Regions from separate parts of the Gossypium hirsutum genome. Here all the other regions are linked to region 2. The links are chromatin contacts, called in public Hi-C maps. All regions are on one chromosome and are shown on one strand. Each heading gives the region's core, a stretch centred on a gene start, on an enhancer-like site or on the middle of the called end of the contact. The rest is flanking DNA. Distances are from core to core; before and after follow the strand shown.

Region 1 (4,991 bases), core at 1,572-4,071, 350 kb before region 2:
TCGTGAAAATTTCATCTATAATATAAATAAAAGCATGAGTTTGAAAAAAATTTTGAATCGACAAGAATACTCTTTAACGATCATTTAATTATTAAATTGAAATTAAATAAATATAAATTTATTTTTAAATAATAGAGTTTTTATTCATCTTAATTAATGACTAAGTTCAATTTATTTATTTTCAATTGAAACTCCAATTTTTTTTCTTTTATTTCAATTTGTTTTAGTTTCATTTATTTGTTTTTTTTGTTTCTCAATTTATATTTGATGCACTATTGTGATATATTAAGATGAAAGACGACAATGAAAATAATAGATTGAAGTAGAAGATTTATATAAAATTTCAAGATAAAATCTTTCACATTTATTCAAATTCATAATAAATGAAATAATATTTATTTTTAATTACGTTTTCATTATATTATTCAATTTAATTAATAAGTAATATATTTTTATTTTAAATTGTTTTACTATTTGATTTATATCAAATTTTATTCACATGCAATGCACCTGATATTAAATACTAGTTAAAAAGAAATGAGTGACCTAGTGGTGCCCAACAAAGAAAGCAAGAAGAAAAATAGAGGGCTAAAGATGAGGTTAAACCTAAGGGAAACAATAAAAGCACAACCTTAGCTAGACACCTTGACAAGAAGGGGATCGCATTCAGCTTGAATAATATATATTTATTTTACATATTATAAATGTATTTTAAATAATTTTAAAAAAAATATTAAATTAATTCAAATTTTTTAGACTGAAATGATTTGAAAATTCAAAAATTAATAATTAATCGAAATAATTAATAAAATTGAGTGTATAATTGAATAAACTGTTCAAACCGAATTTGATTAAATTGATTAGACTGATTTTTTGAGTTGTAACCAAAATTGCTCTCTTCATAGAGAAGAGAGGATAAAACTAATTCAAAAATTGACATTAATGGTATATTTTTCATCAAGTTTATTTACTAAATTTATATTAAATGTTACGGTTATATGGACTGATTATTTAACAAGTAGTCGAAGTACAATATTATTTAACAATATAAACAATATAATGGTTAACTTAATGGGTCAACATTTATCAAAACAACGTAGTTTTGCCTTTTAATTTAATGGTTTTGACTTTTAACTTTAGAAAAGGTAAATATTTATCAAAGCGACATAGTTTTGTTATTTCTTATTCGAATTTTCGAATAACTCGAATCGTCTAATTCATATTTGAGTTAAACCGAAATGTTGATTTTTTATTTGAGTTAATCTGAATAACTAGGTTAACTCGAATAACTCAAATTAATTAATTGAAATTAAAATTTTTATCAAAATTTTTGGATCCAAATCAGATTTTCCTCCCTCCTAAAATCAATAGGTGAAGAGAAATCCCCAATAAAAAAACTATGAAATGGTAAAAAAAAAACCCAAAAAAATACAATATAAAACTAAACAAAAAGATTAAAAAAAATGGGAGAAAATCCAGCCATTATACCCGGCCTGGATGTCTAGCTGGGCTTCTACCCAAAAATAGAGGCGGCTCAGTCGCTCAGTCCAAACCCTAAACCCCCTTAAATAATCTCCATCTCCCCCCAAACCTTAAAAACAGTTCTCTTTCAATTCCCCCGTAGCTATGGCACTCCTTCTCGCCAGTTCCAGACGCAGATCCCTCGCCAACCCTTCACTCTCCGCCTTTTCTCCACTTCTTCAAATGACCGAACAACGATAACGCGTCCACGAACGGCAACCACTCCGGCAATAATCCCCCTTCAGACTCTTCTTACTTCGGCGATGTCAAAACTGACCAACCCCAACAAAGACCCAGAAACCCCACAAATCCTTCGACTCCCAATTCCAAACCCATGTCAGAAAGCGCTTCATTACTGGAAATCCATAAGGATCTCTCCGAGTTCCTCCGACATTCCCCGATGCCATCTCCCTCTGAACCTATTCCTACACTTTCACAATCACAGCCACGTATTTCGTTCCAAGAATTATACAAAGGAACAAACGCCTTAGCAGAAAAAGGGGAGTCCAACGAAAGTCCTGATGATTTCGGTACTAGTGGGAATCGGGCGACGGAATCTTTAAGGAACAATATGCGGGCAATCGAAGAGAAGGAAGCCGACGTGCTGATCCGTGGGTTTAACTTTTCGGATTTAAGGGATAGCTTGTACACTTTGAAGAGGTTTGAAGAAAAAAGAAAAAGAAAAAATAAATAAGGTACGTTTTCGACTTAACAGTAGACAAGGTATTTTGTGTTTCCTTCAATGACTATTAGGTCAAAGTGATAAAGCACCGAGTTTGATTGTGAATAATGTGAATGAATGTCATAAGCTTGAAATCTGAGTTTTGTTATGAAATGGGGTTAAAAGAATCTTATAATTCGGTAGTCGGTGGCAATTAGACGAAAAAGGGAACTAGCTAAGTTCGATTGTCAATAATATGAATGAATGTCAGACTGGAACCCACATAAACATGGTGGGACATGGACATCCACGCATATAATTATGCAACGTGAATTTCGAATTTGAATACTTAAAATCTTGGATTTATGCGGTTATCAACTGTGTCAATGCTTCATTATTAGTTACAACTCAACAAAAAGTTTAAAATTTACGAGTTTTCATAATTACTACTATAGTATTATTAAAAATTATACATATTATATATATCATAAGTTTTAGCACACTGTATGCATTTGGAAACTATCTTATAGAGGTGTATTTAAAAAACAATATAAATAAATGTTGAAATGTACAACTTCAAACTAATTAATAATAACATACGCCCGTGATCAAAGAATATTAAATACCTAAATACATTAGATTAAGAATGTTAAATATATTACAATCGTTTATCATGATGTTTTTATCAATATCGAGTTGATGTCGAGTTAACTTGTAACTCTAACTCAATTAATATACTAGATTTTGTCAAACCCATAATGTAAATTGTTTAAAATATTTTCTTTTAAAATTTATTCGATAATAAATATAGATGGAGTGGTAATAAACTTGTATTTTGATACTAATGAACACGTATTTGATTCTTAAATTTGTAATTTGTAATTTGTAATTATTTTATTTGTCATAATAATATTAATTATAGTTTAAAATAATGAATATTTTTATAATTTAATAATGGACTCAATTAAGAATGACATTAACTATTTAATCTGCTTAAAATATAAGTATTAGATATGATATTCTTTAGGATCATGAAAATTTCATCTATAATATAAATAAAGGTACGGGTTTAGAAAAATTTTTGAATTGACGAGAATATTCTTTAACATTCATTTAATTACTAAATTGACATTAAATAAATATTTTTAAAATAATAGAGTTTTTATTCATCTTAATTAATACCTAAGTTCAATTTATTTATTTTCAATTGAAACCCCAATTTTTTTTATTTCAATTTGTTTTAGTTTCATTATTTTGTTTTTTTTTTCTCGATTTATATTTGATGCACTATTATGGTATATTAAGATGAAAGACGATAATGAGAATGATAGATTGAAGTAGAAAATTTAAATATACATTTAATATTAGTATTTATTTTTAAATTAGATTTTATTTCAACTTTTTAGGAAGTTGTATTTTTAATTTATTCCATTTTTAATAATAAAATTAGATTATTTAATTTCAATAAAATTCGTTACTTCTGAAAGTAAACTATTAAAAAATAAAAATTATATTATAAGTCATAAAATTTAATTTGATTATATTTGATACCATTTAAATTTACTTTTTCAATTAATAATATTATTATTTTCTTTTAAATTAGAAAAAAATAAAATGTAAAATGCTATAATAAGTGAGGTAATATCTATTTTTAATTAAGTTTTTATTATAATTTAAATGATTTAATTTAATTAATAAATAACATCTTATTATTTTAAATTATTTTATTATTTGATTTATATCAATTTATATTCACATGCAATGCGGAAATGAGTGACCTAATGGTGCCCAACAAAGAAAACAAGAAGAAAAATAGAGGGCTAAAGATGAGGCTAAGCCCAACTAATGGAAACAATAAAAGCACAACCTTAGCTAGCCACCTTGACAAGAAAGGATGGCATTGAGCTTGAATAATATATATTGATTTTAAATAATTTTAAAAAAATATTAATTAATTCAATTTTTTTCGACCGAAACAATTTGAAAATTCAAAAATCAATAATTGATCGAAATAATTAATAAAATTGAATGTATAATTGAAAAAACTATTCAAACCGAATTTGACTAAATCGAATTGCTCTCCTCCTTAAGGAGGAAAGGATAAAATTATTTGAAAAATTGACACTAACCATCAAGTATATTTGCCATATTTTTTAGAATCTCAACCAAAATGAGAATAATTCGAAGGACCCATCGAGAAAAGTTTGGATGAACCTTTGCAGGCTTAAATTTCCATTCAGACTAATTATATTCTTTTGGAAGTTGTAACTCAAAAGAAGATCAATCAACTTAACGGTAGGAAGGAATTCGAGTCCATGGAACAATTTTTTGTAAAATGTAATTTTGCAAGAGTCTCGTTGTTTGGAGACTTCTATTTATAAGAATTTAATCCAGAATGAATCTTCGGTTGGAACTTTTAATGATTATAAAGAGAGGATTTAAAGAGCGTAAAAGCAAGAAACTTTTACTTTCTCTTTACTTGTGAAGAATTTGGAAAAACAATAAACAAAATTTTTGAAACATACAAGTTCTAATTTACATAAAACATTTGAATTGATAAAAGAACCTTTACAACTCGATTATGGAAGCAAGAGACAAGCAAATATGGATCTTCAAAAGTAGGAAACAAAGAGTTAATGACACTAATTCAACGAAAACACGAGTTAGATAAAGTATAGATATTATTTGAGATCTCTCCCTAACAATTGTTTATCCCAACTTTTAACCACATCAAAGTATTAAAAGATAGATTTTGTTATGATAATATCAATTAGGGGTGAGTATTTGATCGAGTCGGGTAAAAAAAATT
Region 2 (4,372 bases), core at 603-3,102:
TTGTTTTCGAAATCGACATATAATGCTGTACAAGTCCAACACACACTTGAAATTTCTTACCTAAATTTTTTCACCAATGCCACCACAAACCAAGCAAAAGAACTCACATTTCTCATGATTCTCCTCATAGTAGCCCCTCAACTCACTGTTATTCACAAAAATTCTCATAAAAAACATGTCTACTTCATTCTTTTCTTCTTCTTCTTCATTAAAATCATCATCATCACCATCATCGTTTTCTTCATCACGAACCCTGTTCTTGAAAAACTCTTTGCAACTGTTAAGAACCTTGTTTTGCATTTGCATATTGGCAAACCTGGCTTGGTCTTCAATTGAAACAGGTCTGATCGTGGGGTCTGGTTTAAACTTGGGTTCTGGCCATCCAAGAGAGGAAGGTGATGTTGGTTTCAGAAAGACTGACCAGACCAACCCAGGGTCAGGTTAGGGTTCTGTTTGTTTGACGGCAACCAGTAGATCAGGGTGCAAAGGATGGGTGAGGAGGAAAGAGAATGAGAAGGGGAAGGGGAAGGGGAAGAGGAAGAAGCTTCAGGTAAGTTTACTGGGGAAGAAAACCTTTGGAAAACGTCTTACCAAAATAAAATCGGTAAGACATTTTACTAAAATCAACGCTTCTTTTCCCGTTTTTTGTAAAAGGTTTTACAATGAGAAATTATTTTTAGCCAACCAAACATGGGAAAAGGCTGAAAAGCTTTTTCGTAAAAGCTTTTACCCCTAAACAAACGCAGCCTTAGTTCCTAGTGTTTTCCTCATTTGAGCTCATAAAATGCTCATAAGCCCACTCCACTATGGATATTGTTGGGGTTTTGACAACAGCAAAAGAAGAGAACAAGACAGAGAACAAAGGAGCAAGAAACTTGACATAATTTACATGCTCACAAACCTGCAGCAGGGAAGCAATCTGCTTTACACAACTGATATGCTTTCTCATTCAATATGAAAACAATACACTTATAATCAAAATACATCACCAAATATTCAACTAATCCCACTAATCAACATTGAGACTATCAAAACATTACTTGTACACATGAATAAGCTGACTTATCAGCTCAATCATCACCTAAACCCATCAAAACATCAACAACTAAGTTCATTTTCAATCAAACTAAATTACATTGCAACTAAAATAGAAAATATGTTGCTGCAACATGCACAATTACTGCGGCATGTATACAAGCTGTATGCACTCAACAAAATCATCATATTGGCATGCATTTTAACAAAAACATAACAGCAACATGGTTGGCCATTTTTAACAGATATAAATGTCTCAATGACAGCAGACGAGTATTGATCTCCAGGCATGTCATTTTTTAGGATTATGTGTTTCCTTTTGAAGAGCCTTCACAAATTCCAATTTAACTAGGCATGGTCAGTTTTGGTTTCAGTCTCTACAAGTTTTTCCTTCGATTAAGCACTCATTTGAGGTATCTTCAAGTCAACGCAGCTCTCCTTCAGAGACATAAGATTCAATATTACCTTCCACTGGTAATGCTCATTATTTTAGTTCTCTTGTGGACTAATTTTTTCTCCTAACAGATCCGATACAATATCAGTTGTTCCTACCATGCCTTCCGAGACTCCCCATGAAGCAATTCAAGAGCCTTGCTGAGTATTAATTAACACTCACTCCATTATCACAAGAAACAGGAAGGAGAGTTCAAACATAACATTTATTTGACTACTAATGATCAAGCAATCCTGCATAGAAGGAGGCTGTTATGGTTGAATATAATGCCCTTATTGCTAAAGAACTCGGTCACTTGTAACTTTTCCTCCTGGAAAGAAAGCAATAGGGTGTAGGTGGTTGTTCAAAGTAAAAATGCAAGGTTGGTTGGCAAAGGGCATGCTCAAGTTTAAAGTTAAGATTTTCTTGAGACTTACAGTCATGTTATTAAATCTTCTACTTTTAACGTATTGATTACTTTAGCCTTAACTAACCATAGATTTTTTCTTTTATTGAAATCTAGATTAGTGGAGAAATTTTAGATAAAGTAATTGGAAATATGGGCTTTGGTTGTTCTCATCGTGTTGAACTTAGAGGTTAATTATTTTGAAGGGTTTTGGGTGGCATGGAAAAATTCAATCTCTTAGGAGGTGATTAAAACCAAAATTCAAACATGTAGCAATCTTCTTTCTTAAAATTCAAACATGTAGCAATCTTCTTTCTTATTGTTGTTTATGGGAGTCCCTATAGATTGAGAGGAGACTGATGTGGGAGTGTCTCCATCTGATAACAGAGAATATGTCTGACCCATGATTGATTGCAAAGGATTTAAATTTTATTCTAAATAGCTTGGAAATGAAATGTGGAGTTGATAAATTTAATATTGGTCATACTTTATATTAAGATTTCTTATTTCAGCATAATTTGCAAGACATGGAGTTTGTTAGTCCAATGTTTGCATGGAACAAAGGTAATTTGGTAGACAGATTAGATTGGGTTGTGTATAATGTTCTATGGGATGAGTTGTTTCCGAATTAAGTAGTCCATCATTTACACAAGCTTAAATCTTATCTTAGACCTTTCTCTGTTAATATAGAGAGGTAAGATCAGAATTGCTTAATAGCTCTTTTCAATTGTTTTTGTTTAGGTTTCTTTCTCATCTACTACAACAAATTTATGTATTAGTGGCATAGGAAATAGTCACTGATAATTACATTTATGTCTTTATTTGTATTTAGTGACACAAAATTCATTGTCACACTAAAGGTTAAAAGTGATGATTTATCACTATTTGTCATATTGTTGAAAGTATGGTGACGATAATGTATACTGCCACCTTGTAATTAGTATTTGTGACAACAAACTATGTCATCATATTATATAATATTTATCACTGACCATTGGTATCATTACCAATAATGAATAACATTCAATGCATAAGTGACGGGATTGTCACGATATTAATGACATTATATTTTGTCACAATATAATGTCATTAATGACAATAATGTAAAATGTCACCTTTTAATAAGTATTTGGTGAGAGATAATTTTGTCACCAAATTATACACTAATTTGTCATTTGATTTGTCATCAGTAAGGAAATAATATTCAACTTATAGTGACAAAATAAACTTAGTCACATAATTAATGACGGAACGTATCGTCATCTAATATGCTAAAATTGTGTCATTAAAATTTTATTTCATGTTAATTTAAAACCATCAAATTGAGCCAACTGAATCTTAGCTCGATTGACATGGCCATTGTTGCCAATGCAGGAAGACGTAGGTTCGAGTGCATTAAAGCCCATTATCCTTCTATTTATGGATTGGGGAGGGGCCAAGCATTGTGTCAAAAAGAATAGATATGATTAAAACCTATAATGGGAATATTTAAAAAAAAACTTCAATTTAATATGACATTATTATCATCACCTAAATTGAAACAATAAAAATTTATCAACTTAGAAGTATAATAATCAAAATCAAAGTTCTATGAATTAGATGAACTTAGAGCATCCTAAATTTTACTTTCAAAAATTTCAACTGTATTATATTTTTACAAGTTGGACCGGCTTCCTATCACCTTTTCTGACTAGCCCAATTTATTGAAAACTCTCATTCCCTTGATTACTTTTCAAAAACAACTTGGTTGCTACCAAGAATTCAATAAATGGAAATCCAGTACTAAACACCAAAGAAATTTTCTTCCTCTATGGTCATGTCAGGTAAATAGCAATAAGAAAAGGCTAAAAATGGAAAATTATGGATATATGCTAAATTTTAAACAAAATTAGGGATTTAGGCAATTTTTGTAAAAAAATAGAGAAATATGCCAGTTTGGGAGAAAGAAGGCAAAAACACACCGTGTAAGAAGCGTTTTCAGGTGACGTAACATAGGGCAAGGCAAAAATGCATCCTGTAGGATGCGCCTTCAAGTGACATGGAGAAGAGGGTGAAAACGTGTCCTACAGGGTGCCTTTTTGCCCTATCTCGTGCCATTTTAATTCTGAAAGCTCAATAATCCTAAGATAAAATTTCTGAAACCTGAGAATCCTAGGATAAAATTTACTTCTCATCTTTCCGTGGCACAATTGGAATGTTTAGAAAATTTTTAGAAAAATGAATCTTGTTAGAAGCGCTTTTTTTACTTATCATGTCCAATCTTTTCCAACATTTTGAAATTATGTTTTATATTCGATATTAAAGTTTCCTATAAAATGAAGATTGATGTGGAGAGGTTTTTATAGTTAAATTTCGAGTTGAAGATTTGTATAAGGAGAAGATTGTTGATGTTAAACATTTAAAGTTTAAAAATCAACCCAACAAAGTAAATTAGTTCAAGTAACTGTCGTTGTTTGAATTTAGTTAATGAGTACTTATTTTTCTATATAATGTTTTCA
Region 3 (4,535 bases), core at 893-3,392, 300 kb before region 2:
GGATCAAAACTATACGGGTTTTGTTAATAGCTTCTATTTCAGAATTCCCATTTAGAACAGATAAACAATAACTTGAAATTTTAGAACCAATAAGATGCTAGTACCTTTGAAAGAAAATAGCTGAGAATCTATCAATGCTAGGAGCTTTCAACGACGCCATAATTTTGACCGCATAAGTGATGTCCTCCTCCCTAAATTGCTTAAGTAAGTAAGCGTTCATATCATTGGTGACTCTTTTCTCCATTAAACTGAAAACACGTTCATCTAATCCCATCTCTGAAACCAAAAATATGTCGCCAAAAAACATTGAAGCAAGTGTAAGCATCTCCTCAGTCGAAGAAATCCTTTCGTCATTCGCCCTTTCTAATTCTTTGATTCAACCTCGTGATTGACGTTGAACAACTATTTGATGAAAGTAACTCTTATTTCTATCTTCATTTTTCAGTCAATTGACTCGGGCCCGTTGTTCCTAAAAAATTTCTTCTTGATCAGCCTCTAAGTTAAGCCCCACTAGAATATATGTTATTTCAGCAAGAATTTCATCTGTTGGATCTCGGTTGTAAAGAAATTTGAGTTTCAAGGTCCATACGTTTAATCTTTCGCTCTCTAATTCTATGCCTGCTCCATCTCTGAATTTGATGTCCCAAACTCACAAGCTTATCCGGAACACTACCCAAAATACTCTCCTAGTTTCTTTTAATCTTCTCATCAAAAGAATTTTCTAAAACCCATTTTGCCTCAAACTGAAAAGAACTTTCGCTGTAAAACAGAATATGCTTTTACCTTCCCATGGTGTCAATTAAAATCGGACAATGGTCTGAGAAAGAATGGGTCAGATGTTCTAATTGATAATTAGGACAAATATTAACCCAACTCAATGATGCAACTCTCGATCCAACCTCTCCCTTATGTTGGTTGACAAAAACCTTCCTCATTCCCACGTAAACCATCTACCAATATACTTTAGATCATTGAGTCCACAATCTTCCATTGCTGTTCTAAATTCTTGCATCTGGCATTCTGCTCGAAGCCTCCCAGCCTTCTTTTCCAAAGAACTCGTGATTTCATTAAAATCCCCCATCACAATCCAAGGAGTCATTTGGTCCTGCCCTAAATGTCAAAGAAGATCCCACGACTCTCTCCTATTTCTTTCATTCGAATTTCCATAAAAACCCGTCAAGCGCCAAATTGCGTCAATTTCATCGTCATGCACCTCAACATCAATATGGGAGGAAGAAAAACTCTTTAGCTGAATTAAAGAATTTCCTTTCCAACCCAAAGATAGGCCTCCTTTTGAGCCCAAAGCCCCCACATCAATCTCATTATCAAACCCACACTTAAATTGCTTCCATCATTTTAGCACTTAACTTTGTTTAAATACGAAACAAAATTCGGGGATTAATGACTCTCAATTTGTTCTTGAGCCTCTTAATAGTTCGTGATCTCCCCAAACACGAACATTCCAGCTAAGTATTTCATTGCATTCGGCTGCTCTGTTCCCTAGAGCTAGCTGTTAAATCAAGAATTCCTGCATCCACTTTATTCTCTGCAGCTGTTAAAAGTCCTTCCATTACCCTCTGATGTTTTTTTCCTTCTAAATTAACTAAAGGGACATTTTCCTCCAAAATTAAATTTGTTGGCCCATAACTAGAATCCTCATTAGTTAAAACCCCACTGTCAATATTACGCCAGCTATCAGGCTCTTTAAAAGGAATATGATGACTTGATTGTGAAGAGATAAATTTGGGATTTGAAAATTGATTCCATGATTCCCCCATTGAGTTACGCCCCAAATCCTTCCCCCATTTACGACTCTGATTATTACATTCCATACTCTCACTATTCCACTGTGATCCATCAGCCTGTCGGAGCCACCTACTCGCCACCATGCTTCGCGGCCGCGACACAGCATGCAAGGACACTTCCCAACCAAATACAATCTTGGCTGGTTCTATGCAAAATCAAAGTGGACAATAACTTTCACCGTGTCCCAACTTGCCACAAATAAAACAAAATAAACTCAATATTTCATATTGAAAACGAGCATAAATAATAATTTCATTACCAATTTGGATCTTTTTCTTTCTTTTCAACGGGGAAGAAACATCCAAGCAGACACAGATGCGCATAAATTTCTTCAAACCCATGATTGGAATTGAGGTGTTGTATTTAAGAAACTTTCTCAAAAAATCACCAAATTGTTTGGCCATCATTTTCGTTATTAAACCTGGAGGTAATTCGTGGATTTGAACCAAAAAATCAGTGAAATTTAAGACTATATTTGATGGATTTTCTCCTTTTTGTATTGTTTGTAGGATCAACAAATGATTGTTGAAGAACCAAGGTGAACCAGAAAAAACCCGTTGCACATCAACCTCATGGAAAAACTGAAAAATATACCTTTTGTCTCCTAGATCCGTGATGCATATTCCTCCAATTGGGTGCCACAAATCAACCATAGTATTACGTAGTGAGGGAAAATGGACCACACTGTCCATGAGACATCTCCCTACCAAGCAGAATTGATAGCTCCGATCTACCACCGCTGCTTTCTATTGGAACGTCTTCTCTTCTTCATCCAACAGTCTCAGATTTGCTAATTCTTCTTCCATACCAAAACACTCAAATGAACAGGAAACTAAGTAAAACCAGTCAAAAGAAGCGAAAGAATCAAAACAGAAAGCCAAAAGAAAACATTTTAAAAAAAAGTGTCATAAGATAGACAGAAAGCGTGTCATTTTGACAGACTTCAAATTCTGGGTTTTTAAAAATGAATATTTTATTATTAAGTGGATGTTTATCGAGATTAAGATAAATTTGATGTACATTAAAACTCTAATATTCATTAGGAGTAGAATTTTTATGTAATTTATACTTATTATTGTTAGTAAGTACAGAAAATGAAGAAATACAGAGTGAATATGAATGAATATTATGATATTCTTTGGTTGATTTGATCAGTATAGTAGTAGGACTTATATACATGAAAGAATGACTAACTGCTGCTAACAAACTCTATTAACAGTATGCCAGTTTGTATAACAAATTGCTAACAACCTAACTTATCCTATACTTAACATTCATCCAAATTCTCAATAGGTAAAACTCGAAGAAAATGACGAAATTGAGTAAACAAAGAGACAGGCAGGGGTTTTGTGAAAATGTTAGCAACCTGGTCACAAGCTAGCACCTCGTTGATAATGAACGAACCCTCAACTACCTTTTCACGAACAAAAAATAGGTCAAGCTCAACATGTTTGAACTTGGAGTGAAAGACCAGATTAGTAGCAATAGCTACCACACCAGAATTGTCACACCAAATAACAGGCGAATTATCAGAATGAATTTGTAACTCCGTTAGCAGAGAGACTAACCATGTAACATCACTGGTGGTTGCAACCAAACTTCGATATTCAGCCTCAACTGTCGTCCGCGAAACAACTTGTTGCTTTTTCGAACGCCATGAAACAAATTTATTTCCATAATACACACAATATCCTGTCGTAGAGTGACGATCATCAAAATCCAATCCCCAATTGGCATCAACATATCCAATGAGAGATAGTGTGTCAGACGGATGAAAAACCAACCCATGATCAATAGTCCCATGTAAATACCTTAAGATTCATTTTAAAGCCACCAAATATACTATAGTGGGTGCATGAATAAACTGACATACACGATTCACAGCATAAGCAATATCAGGTCGGGTCAGGACCATATATTAAAGAGCACCAGCAAAACTTCGATATTCTGTAGGATCAGTAAGACGAGTACCCTCATCTTTAGACAACGTCGATAAATTGATTATTGGTGTGTAGATACTTTTTTCATTGGTTAAAAAACTTCTATCAAGTAGATCCCTGATGTACTTGGCATAAATGAAAACTTCCAGTGGAGGATCGAGTAACTTCAATGCCTAAGAAGTAGTGAAAGTCTCCCATAAACTTCAGAGAAAAATCTTTATTTAAAAGCTGAATAAAGCTATTTATACTGCCAGCCATACTCCCCGTCACAACAATATCATCCACATAAACTAGAACATAGATGATGGACTCATATGTTACTCGAACAAATAGAGATGCATCAGATTTGGATACGAGAAAACCAGTAGAAATAAGAAACCTTTTCAATTTATCAAACCAGGTACGGAGAGCTTACCGCAACCCGTATAATGCCTTCACCCGACAACACACCAAATGCTCACCATTTGGACCAAATTGAACATAACTTGGAGGTTGTTGCATGAACACTTTGTAAGAGAGATCACCATTCAAAAAAGCATTGTTGACATCGACCTAATGAAGTTGCCAACCACAAGAGACAACAACTGAGAGTATGGTTTGAATTGTAGCAGGTTTGACCACGAGACTGAATGTTTCCTTGAAATCACATTCGGGAACTTGTGAACACCCCTTTGCTACCAACCTAGCCTTCCGTCGAGCAATAGTCTCACTCAAATTTTTCTTTACTTTGAAGAGCCACTTACAGTCTTACACCCTATTATCTTTCGTCCATGATAGAGAGAAACAAGT

The links. A called contact is a pair of places that touch in the nucleus more often than the background predicts.
Region 1: a Hi-C map of leaf shows a contact between it and region 2, with 2.0 times the contacts expected there. The contact joins the promoter of LOC121230805 here to the promoter of LOC107934631 in region 2. A contact is called at or near these places in 2 of 34 Hi-C or Micro-C datasets (both in leaf).
Region 3: a contact with region 2 is called in a Hi-C map of leaf, with 1.8 times the contacts expected there. The contact joins the enhancer-like site here to the promoter of LOC107934631 in region 2. A contact is called at or near these places in 8 of 34 Hi-C or Micro-C datasets (anther, callus and leaf).

Annotation. Positions count from the first base shown.
Region 1 is chrA06:125,582,884-125,587,874 of Gossypium_hirsutum_v2.1, reverse strand. It overlaps LOC121230805, which reads left to right and starts at 2,821. Exons shown (of 5, transcript XM_041116253.1): 1 at 2,821-4,991.
Region 2 is chrA06:125,232,572-125,236,943 of Gossypium_hirsutum_v2.1, reverse strand. LOC107934631 reads right to left here and starts at 1,852. Exons shown (of 5, transcript XR_005928941.1): 1 at 61-1,852.
Region 3 is chrA06:125,536,813-125,541,347 of Gossypium_hirsutum_v2.1, reverse strand. LOC107943777 (a long non-coding RNA gene) reads left to right here. Exons shown (of 4, transcript XR_001696056.2): 4 at 2,316-2,930. Among protein-coding and RNA genes, the nearest start is that of LOC107943777, 5.2 kb to the left of the region's middle. Within about 2 kb of position 2,142, at least 6 of the 9 cell types and tissues checked have an H3K27ac peak or open chromatin away from gene starts, as enhancers often do.